Linked DNA regions of Mus musculus: all the other regions are linked to region 2. A link is a contact called in public HiChIP or PLAC-seq and promoter capture Hi-C data. All regions are on one chromosome and are shown on one strand. Each heading gives the region's core, a stretch centred on a gene start, on an enhancer-like site or on the middle of the called end of the contact. The rest is flanking DNA. Distances are from core to core; before and after follow the strand shown.

Region 1 (2,700 bases), core at 56-2,555, 450 kb before region 2:
ATATATCTATATACACGCACACGTATATATTTTTCCTTAGGAATATATGTATGTGTGTATATATGTCACATTTGTGTGTTCTATTTGTAAAGCAGTTTAAAAGGATAGGTTAGCGAGCAAGCGAGAGTTTTAGAGCTTAATGTGATTATGTATGCTATAATTACATAGTGAATAGTCTCTGTGCTGTTTACATGCTCACCATGGAAACCTCTTGTTCATTTGTTCATTCATATATAATGAAACCTTATTATTATTACTATTATTTTTACATTGATAGACTAAATGTGTGAATTTTTGCATGTCAGTAATCTCTTATCACTTGAGTTCTGGTATTGACCTCAGATTGTTCACATTGGATGGGAAGCACCCTTACCTGCTGAGGCGTCTCACCGCCCCTTGATTGTTTTTTCCATTTTACATATAAAAAAACATTTGACAAATATTGATCATGCATTATATTTGGCATTGGAGAAACAAGGCTGAATTCTCATTCCCAACCTGGAAGGGTTGCACGAACTGTGTAGTAAGAGGTGTGAAAAAGTAATTATAATATGCAAGGCAATCGAAAAAGGCGAGAATGACAGGTCAGTATGCTGGAAGAGAAAAAGTCCTTCAGAGCCACAGGGATCAGGCTCCATTCTTCATCATTCTGAGGTGTGTAATGCAGTCTTCACAAAGGCCCTTTGGAACTCAGGTGGCTTATCAATAAAGCCGAGTTTACTGTGCCTGTGTTATGGCAGTGTCTACCTAGATAGGGATTAGAAATAGCATACCTAAAGCTATAGTTACAGTTCCAGGGAATAATACAGCACAGTGGAGGGGGTGTGGTTTATTACATTATGATCATGATTGAGAGAATCTTGGTAACCCAAACATACTTCAGCATGGCATGATCTACCTTGCTGTGATCCACCTTGGAGATTTGTTTCCCAAGAAGTCATGACTGAAAGGAAAACCATTAAAACAAAGAGCAAGAGGAAAGGATGTTGCCGGACATGCAGTATGCAGTGGTGGGAGAACATGGCTATGTCTCTGTGTGAACAGGGGGACTGGGCGCGGATGGTTTTTAGTGTTTGAAATCTTTCTGTAAATACTACATCTGCCTGCCCTCTATACCCTTCTCCCACTCTTCCACCTAGCATCTCTGAGCGCTCTCTCTTACACTATTCCACAGGAAGGTGGTTGCTATTGTTTTTCCTGGCCCTGCCACTCCATTCCTGCTCATCCCTACCTGCTGCTACACATCCCTAGCATCCATTTCCCACCCCCAAGCTCTGAAAGCCTCCAGCCTTTCATCAGCTACCCACGTGAGACATGTGTCCCCACTTCTCTCTTTGTCCTGAGGTTCCTATTTCTTGAAACTCTTTAAGGAGCTTATCATTAAGCAATTATTTTTTTTTTAAATTTGGACATATAGCTCTTCCCTGAATGTGCTTTATAAAATATTTATAAAAAATTTTACTGCTCTTTCTTTTAAACTCTTTAGTGCTCCTTCTATCATTCCTTCAATACATCCAATTTGGTAATTCTTAACTTTTCTTCTGCAAAAATTTCCACTCCTTTGATTCTTTATTTAGCAGGGACTGGTGGGATTTGAACTTGTTCTTTGTGGGACTGTCTCTTGCCTTGAATTCTGAACACTAATAACAATCCATCCAATTGTAAAACAATGAAATAACCTTCAGTATTGGCCCCTCTTCTAACCCTAGCAGCTGACAGAAGGGACTCTTGGTCTTTTCCTGTTTCACAAACCACAAGAACTGTCTAAATCAGGGTATCAGTCTTGCCTCTGTGATTTCTCTATAGTCAACAAAGAGGAAGTCGGCCACAGAGTGACAAGAGCCACATCCTTCACAATGGTTTTCTCTATTTTTGTTGTTTTAATTTCTTTCCCACCTATTATAACTTGTAGTTGTGAATGTAGTTATAACAATTATTGTTGTTGGCTACTGGTACTGGAGATCAAACCCAAGTTCTCACTCCTGCTTGGGAGGCACTATCTCACTAAACTACTCCTCAGCTCTCCCTCATTATATCAATTGTTCTGCAAAAAGACTGCCCCCAATTTTTCATTTCCTACTTTGGATTTTAAAAAAATTCTACATGATTTGTTTGGATATGTCCATTTATGTGTATTCTGTATGATTCCTCTAAGTTTTTTAGAGACTCTTTCACTTTATTTTTTATTAATTCTCTGATGGAAATTTTCATTAACAACTTGATAGTGTCTAGAATAGCCTAGGAGATGTACCTCCAAAGTCATTCAGAACAAACAGAAAAACTATCTCAAATTTTTAGAGCACCTTACAAAGGCCCTCTTACAATATATTAATCTAGAGCCTGAAAACCCAGAAGGTAAACATCTTTTGATGATCCGTTTCTTTTCTCAGTGCTACCCTGACATTAGGGCCAAGCTTGGACACAGGACCTCTAACTCGACAGTCAGAAGTCTTTTAACACCCCTATACTGCTGTTAAAAAATAAAAACAACCATAGGACCTATCACCTGGTTCAAGATCTCCAGTTTCTTAATTCTGCAGTGGTTCCTCTCCATCCTGTGTGGCTAACCCTTACCTGCTTCTTTCCACTATCACCTCAGGGATCTCTCATTTTTAGTTCTAGGTCTCAAGGATGCATTCTTCTCTATCCCCATAGTTTCCCAGTCACAAAACATTTTTGCTTTTTACCTGGACTGACCCT
Region 2 (2,700 bases), core at 103-2,602:
TGGACTTTCAGTTAACTAAGGAAAAGAGAACTGGGAAAGAGATCCTTACTGAAGATTCATAACCCATAGTTATTTGTAAGTGGGTTCATTGTTACCCATAGTTAATTATAATTGTAACTCTAAAAGAATTGTATGTAACATGTCTCATTTTTAAAGTCATACACCTATTATTATTATTATTATTATTATTATTATTATTATCATCATTATTATTATTTTGCCAATTCTTATCTCTTCTAGTGCCTTCCATAGTCTCGGAACAAAGATATCCCTGCCTCTACTGTTCCAGTCTAAATAATAGGTCAGGGATGGAGTGGTGCGAAGCAAAGAAGACCGGAGATACCCAGGTGCACAGCCAGAGTCTAATCATGACATCTTTTCTCCCAGAGCTTTGGAGACTCTGGACAAATCTTTCTGAGCCAAAGTTATCTTTCTCTAAAAATGCTTGGCTAGCAAGATGACCGTGGTATACTGTGGTGCCTGTCCCAAGGATGTTCAGCTAGGATGGACATGACTTCCAGAAACAGCACACTCAGCTGAAAACAACTTCCACTCTAGATGCTTATTTGATTTCAAGACCAGGAACTGCAGTGATTAGAGAGTCTCTCAGCAGCTGCTAGATCTGGGCGGGTCAGTGTGTGCGATTCTGTGCTGCTGGAGCCCCAGGTATCATATCGTATCTGGAAACCTGCAAAACGGGGGAGGGGGCATTTATCTTTGCATGTCTTTCGTGAGGAAGAAATTCTTCCCAGAAGGCGCAAGAACTTCTCTTCTGATTTCATCAGGTTGGTCTGGGTAACATGTGTGTTTCCCAGACCCAACAGAGTTGTGAAAGTGAGCGATGCACATTTCTTTCTTCTTGTGAGAAAGGCACTGTAGCAAAAGAAAAGCTGGGAGGGTCGTGGGTGTAGGGTAGAGAAGCTGTGTGGGCTCTGTGTGCCCTGTGCTGCTCGGCTTAGTGAACATTGGAGAGAGTTAGTTCCTTCCTGCTTCTATTTTCAGCACAATACTTCAAGTGCTCGCAGACCGCAGACTGGTGCCTGACCATTGTCCTTCCGTGAGTGCTGAATGGCCTGCCAGCTCGCAATCCCTTCTCTCAAACCAGGCTGACTTCTGTCCACCATGTAAATTCCTAGTTCTAAAATATAGCGAAACTTCTTAATACAAAAGTAAATCAATAACCAAGCCAAGCCAAACCAAACCAAACAAAAGCAGAAGCTAAACCCAGCAAGGAAAGCTACTTGCCTTCCATGTCAGGCATTCCTCTGGGGTCACGTGCTCTGACAGGAAAGGAGACATGTAAAAGCTTCCATTTTCATCGTCTTGCAATTTTAATAAAGTAAGTGGTGTCTCGAAGCATTTTCCAGCTGGATCCTTTTGTGATGTGTGATATATACTTTATGTTCATGCTGGATGTATTTTTCTCCTCAATCTGTTTTACCCAGGGCGAAAAATGGTTTTTGTTGTTTCAAAAAAAAAAAAAAAAGACATACTAAATATTTTTTCTTTTTTTTTTATTAGATATTTTCTTTATTTCCATTTCAAATGTTATCCCTTTTCCTTGTTTCCCCTCTGAAAAATCCCCTATCCCTTTCCCCCTCCCCCTGCTCACCAACCCATCCACTCCTGCTTCCTGGCCCTGGCATTCCCCCATACTGGGGCATAGAGCCTACTCAGGACCAAGGGCCTCTCCACCTATTGATGACCAACTAGGCCATCCTCTGCTACATATACAGTTAGAGCCATGAGTCAGGCACTGGCAGAGCTTCTCAGGAGACAGCTGTATCAGGTTCCTGTCAGCAAGCTCTTGTTGGCAACCACAATAGTGTGGTTTTGGTGGTTGTTTATGGGATGGATCCCCACGTGGGGCAGTCTCTGGATGGTCATTCCTCCATTCTCTGCTTCACACTAAATATTTTTAATGAATGTCATTTCCTAGTTGCTACAGCAGCAAAGAAAAATAACGTGAGCAAGGACCTTGGAGAAAGAACAAAGCTATCAGTCAGAGGGAGCTAGATTTGAGCTACAGCCCTGAAGACTCTAGAGCTGGTCGCTGTATGTAGAAACTGGGGCCTCCTGCATTTAATAAAATTCTAGGAGCAAAGCAGAGACTACACTAAAATTAGTTGACGATGACAGAGGCCTTAGAAGCTATACCTAGAAAAAAAATGTATAGAAACTTTTAAAGCAAAGCGGGAAAGTATGATGTAGGCTTTCCAACACAAACATTGTGAGTCAGGGAGTTCAAAGACAGATGAGAATACAGACCACACCAAACCAAAGATGCTGCTGACTGTGTAGCTAGAGCCCTGCCTTTCTCGTTGATTATGAAAAAAAGATTGGTACAATTCACAGCATCTGCTGTGACAACATAATGATTATTTATGAATTGACACAATAAAATACACATAGAACCATACATGTACATATGCATATAAATATTTAAATATTTAAAGTGCCCCTTAGCCATAGATACCTGCAAGATGAACATGGTCAAATACAAAAAGTCAATTCTCCAAAGGCCAAGACAGGAAAAAAGTAGCTTTTCAGCTTTACCTTAATAGAGATAAACTCTGATTTTGTGTGTTCCTTATGATAATTACTGGCGTCACTATAATCTCCACACTCCCTAAGCAAAAGCAGATCTCTACGACTTCAAGGCCAGCCTGGTCTTTCTATCAAGTAGCAGGCCTGCCAGGG
Region 3 (2,700 bases), core at 18-2,517, 330 kb after region 2:
GTATTTAGAAATAAAGCAAACACTGCAATCAGGCCTACAAATCTGAAGAACGTCTTTAAAATTTGTTTCAAATACCATTTTTTTGTGCTATTTGTTTTTCTCAACCGCAGAAATCTTTTCAAAAGAAAAATGTAACTGTCTACATTTTTCTTTTAATTACTTAATATCTATTATGTATGATATGTATAAGTACCTTATATATCTATCCACGTATACATACATACATACATTCATACATATATACGAGACGCACTCTTTCAAATAGATGCTTACAGCTCCTAAAGTTACCTGCTGGTGTAGAATAGCTGTGCATTTGGCAACAGTTCCCTGAGTAAGAAGATTAACATCTGAGAAGGAGAAGGCACTTTCCCCCAAGAACTCCCTTGGTACCCAGCAAATGACAGCAAAATGCCATCGCTTGGCATGGCCCTCCTCCCTCCCTCCAGCCCGGCTTAAGAGCCTTGGGCGCACTAAGGCTCCTCTTTCCTTGGCCTTCACTCCACTCTTATTAACCTAATAAGCACTACAATCCGCAAGCTGCTGCAGGAGGCTGCCCCATCTTGACGCTCCTTCTTCACTCAACCAGAGCGTGAACTCAGGGGGTGCGGTGGGGGTGGGGGCGCTCCACTTTCCCAGACACCAAGGAGGCTGGAAACTTTTATTGACTCCCCTCTTAGGGAAGCCACTAACTGGGAGCCCCTCGCACCTACCTGAGTAGCCGGAGGACTCTTTCCCAAACCTCTGCAAGATCCGCCAGCCCTTCGGCAGCCCCAAGCTAGCGCTTCCCTAAAAACGCAAAGGTTCCCTGAGCTACTCCTGGCTGTGGGTTGACACGCCCCGACCTCACCTGAGGGCGGCTCCGCCAGGAGACGGTTCAGGAAAGCTTCTGGGATGGTGGACCGGAGAAGGACTCCGCAGAAAACACAGTCATAGCCTGCCACGCTCGGACTCCGGGGCGGCCGCACCTTAGCAGCCGCTCCTCCCGCCTCCCGAGCCTTCCCCCAGCTCTTCCAGGGCGGCCGCAGACTCCCGCATTGCACGCCGGGAACGCGCCGCTCTTCCCAAAAACTTCCAATCCCAGGATGCACAGCCGCGACGCCGAACTGCACTCTGGGACGTAGAGTCCTCATCTCACGGCTCTCCCTCATCCACAGTAAGGAGGGCTTGGAGGGGAAATAGAGCCGTAAAGCTTTTTCCAGGGTCGTGAAATGTAGTCTTCCCAGGTATCCCGGGGCCTAGTTCCGGTCTTGGCAGGCTGGGGGGCGGGGAGTGGTGTCGCCTAGCAGCCGGCGCCGCTTCGGCTCGGTCGGGAAGAGTTGGCGGGAGCAGCCTGAGTGCGCGAGGACCGCTCTGGGAAGCGTGAGGCCGGGGCGGTGGCCGAACCCGGAGGTGGTCGCTGTAGATGAGTGACTGCTGCTGGTGGCAGGTCTTGGTTTCGGTGGGTGGATCCTCGTGAGCCGGAGCCGCTTAGTGTCGTTCACAGGATCGTAATCCCGAGGGACAGGGTGCAGCCCTACCTATCCAGACCTCTGTCGCTCTTGTCTGCAGTGTCGTCTCGGCCTCCCTGATTGAGCTTGATTCCGCAAACACTTCATTTAGCTCAGTCTTTTTATCTACTTTAAAAATCCTCTGGTCCCCTTTCCTCAGAAGGTTTTCAAAAACTTCCAAACATCTTGGGAGTTGGTACCATCATTGATGGTAGGGGACTTGGAAAAGGGGCCTCGGGGTTTTAGCTCCGAATTCGTCTTAGCAAGAAAATAATAATTTAGCGTGTACATTATCGTATAGCCTGTGTCAGGGGAACTAATTTTCGTCGAGGCTGTTTGCCTCTGCATCTGTTTTGCAGTTCAGGAGCCATAGCTCTTAGCCAGCACCTAGAGAGTTAAGTAAGACCGCTCATGATCATGTAAACACTGCAAGGCCATTTTCCTTGAAAATGCTAAAATCCACCTGCTTCTTTGTAGAGGCTGAGAGACAGTGAAAGAATTCAAGATGCCACCTAATATAAAGTGGAAAGAATTAATCAAAGTTGATCCAGATGACCTGCCACGGCAAGAAGAGTTAGCAGATAAATTATTGATATCTTTATCCAAGGTACTTAATAAATGATTTGTACACAGAGCCTGATGTACAATGTCATGAATTGAAATTGCTTCTTGAAATCATTGAATGCTATAACTGGAAGAGTGCTTGTATTTAATGTGCAGGGTATGAAATAGTCCATTTTTTGTGTGTTTGTTTCCTTAGGTGGAAGTAAATGAACTAAAAAATGAAGACCAAGAAAACATGATACATCTATTCAGAATTACCCAGTCTCTAATGAAGGTTTGTAGGAAAGAGTGTGTAGGAAAAGAAATATTTTTTAGGAGAAACATAAAGAGTCATAAAGAATCATATGGTCAAATAAAATACAAAATCTCTCCCCTATAAGCTATACATGAAATGATAAGAGGATTCTAGATTCTTCATAAATAAATACTGAGAAAGAATATGTATTCTTTACATTAAGGTAAAAGCATATAGAAAAATATTTGGGGCCAGTAATTTGGGATATACTGTTCAAGAGTTTGAGAGTATATTTTGGTTATCAGCATTTTAGAAGGGAATAAAGGTTTTTAAATCATACTTGGTAAAGAAATGTACTTATGAAGGCAACATTAAATGTGTTGTATAGACTGAAGGGATGAGAGCTGATTAGTT

Evidence for each region. Promoter capture Hi-C pulls out the DNA fragments that hold promoters and counts their contacts. HiChIP or PLAC-seq counts read pairs in DNA pulled down with a chosen protein or histone mark.
Region 1: a contact with region 2 is called in an H3K4me3 HiChIP or PLAC-seq map of microglia, with 7 times the contacts expected there. The contact joins two enhancer-like sites. A contact is called at or near these places in 1 of 15 datasets of contacts at CTCF or cohesin (the NIH/3T3 cell line), 1 of 484 Hi-C or Micro-C datasets (bone marrow-derived macrophages) and 4 of 115 datasets of contacts at active chromatin or transcription factors (cardiomyocytes, embryonic stem cells and microglia).
Region 3: a promoter capture Hi-C map of the C10 cell line shows a contact between it and region 2, with 5 times the contacts expected there. The contact joins the promoter of Cep290 here to the enhancer-like site in region 2. A contact is called at or near these places in 1 of 39 promoter capture datasets (the C10 cell line), 1 of 15 datasets of contacts at CTCF or cohesin (pro-B cells), 6 of 484 Hi-C or Micro-C datasets (the HL-1 cell line, embryonic stem cells, extraembryonic endoderm stem cells and 1 more) and 5 of 115 datasets of contacts at active chromatin or transcription factors (the SCID.adh cell line, embryonic limb bud, embryonic stem cells and 1 more).

The regions. Positions count from the first base shown.
Region 1 is chr10:99,709,991-99,712,690 of GRCm38.p6, forward strand. No RefSeq gene overlaps it. Among named protein-coding and RNA genes, the nearest start is that of Gm35206, 48 kb to the right of the region's middle. Within about 2 kb of position 1,306, at least 14 of the 459 cell types and tissues checked have an H3K27ac peak or open chromatin away from gene starts, as enhancers often do. A contact at or near this core is called in bone marrow-derived macrophages and microglia, where this site is marked.
Region 2 is chr10:100,159,414-100,162,113 of GRCm38.p6, forward strand. No RefSeq gene overlaps it. Among named protein-coding and RNA genes, the nearest start is that of Gm35533, 17 kb to the left of the region's middle. Within about 2 kb of position 1,353, at least 65 of the 459 cell types and tissues checked have an H3K27ac peak or open chromatin away from gene starts, as enhancers often do. A contact at or near this core is called in the HL-1 cell line, bone marrow-derived macrophages, microglia and 1 more, where this site is marked.
Region 3 is chr10:100,486,315-100,489,014 of GRCm38.p6, forward strand. Cep290 (centrosomal protein 290) reads left to right here and starts at 1,268. Exons shown (of 54, transcript NM_146009.3): 1 at 1,268-1,438; 2 at 1,965-2,094; 3 at 2,248-2,325. The coding sequence starts at 1,993. Tmtc3 (transmembrane and tetratricopeptide repeat containing 3) reads right to left here and starts at 1,033. Exons shown (of 14, transcript NM_001110013.1): 1 at 848-1,033.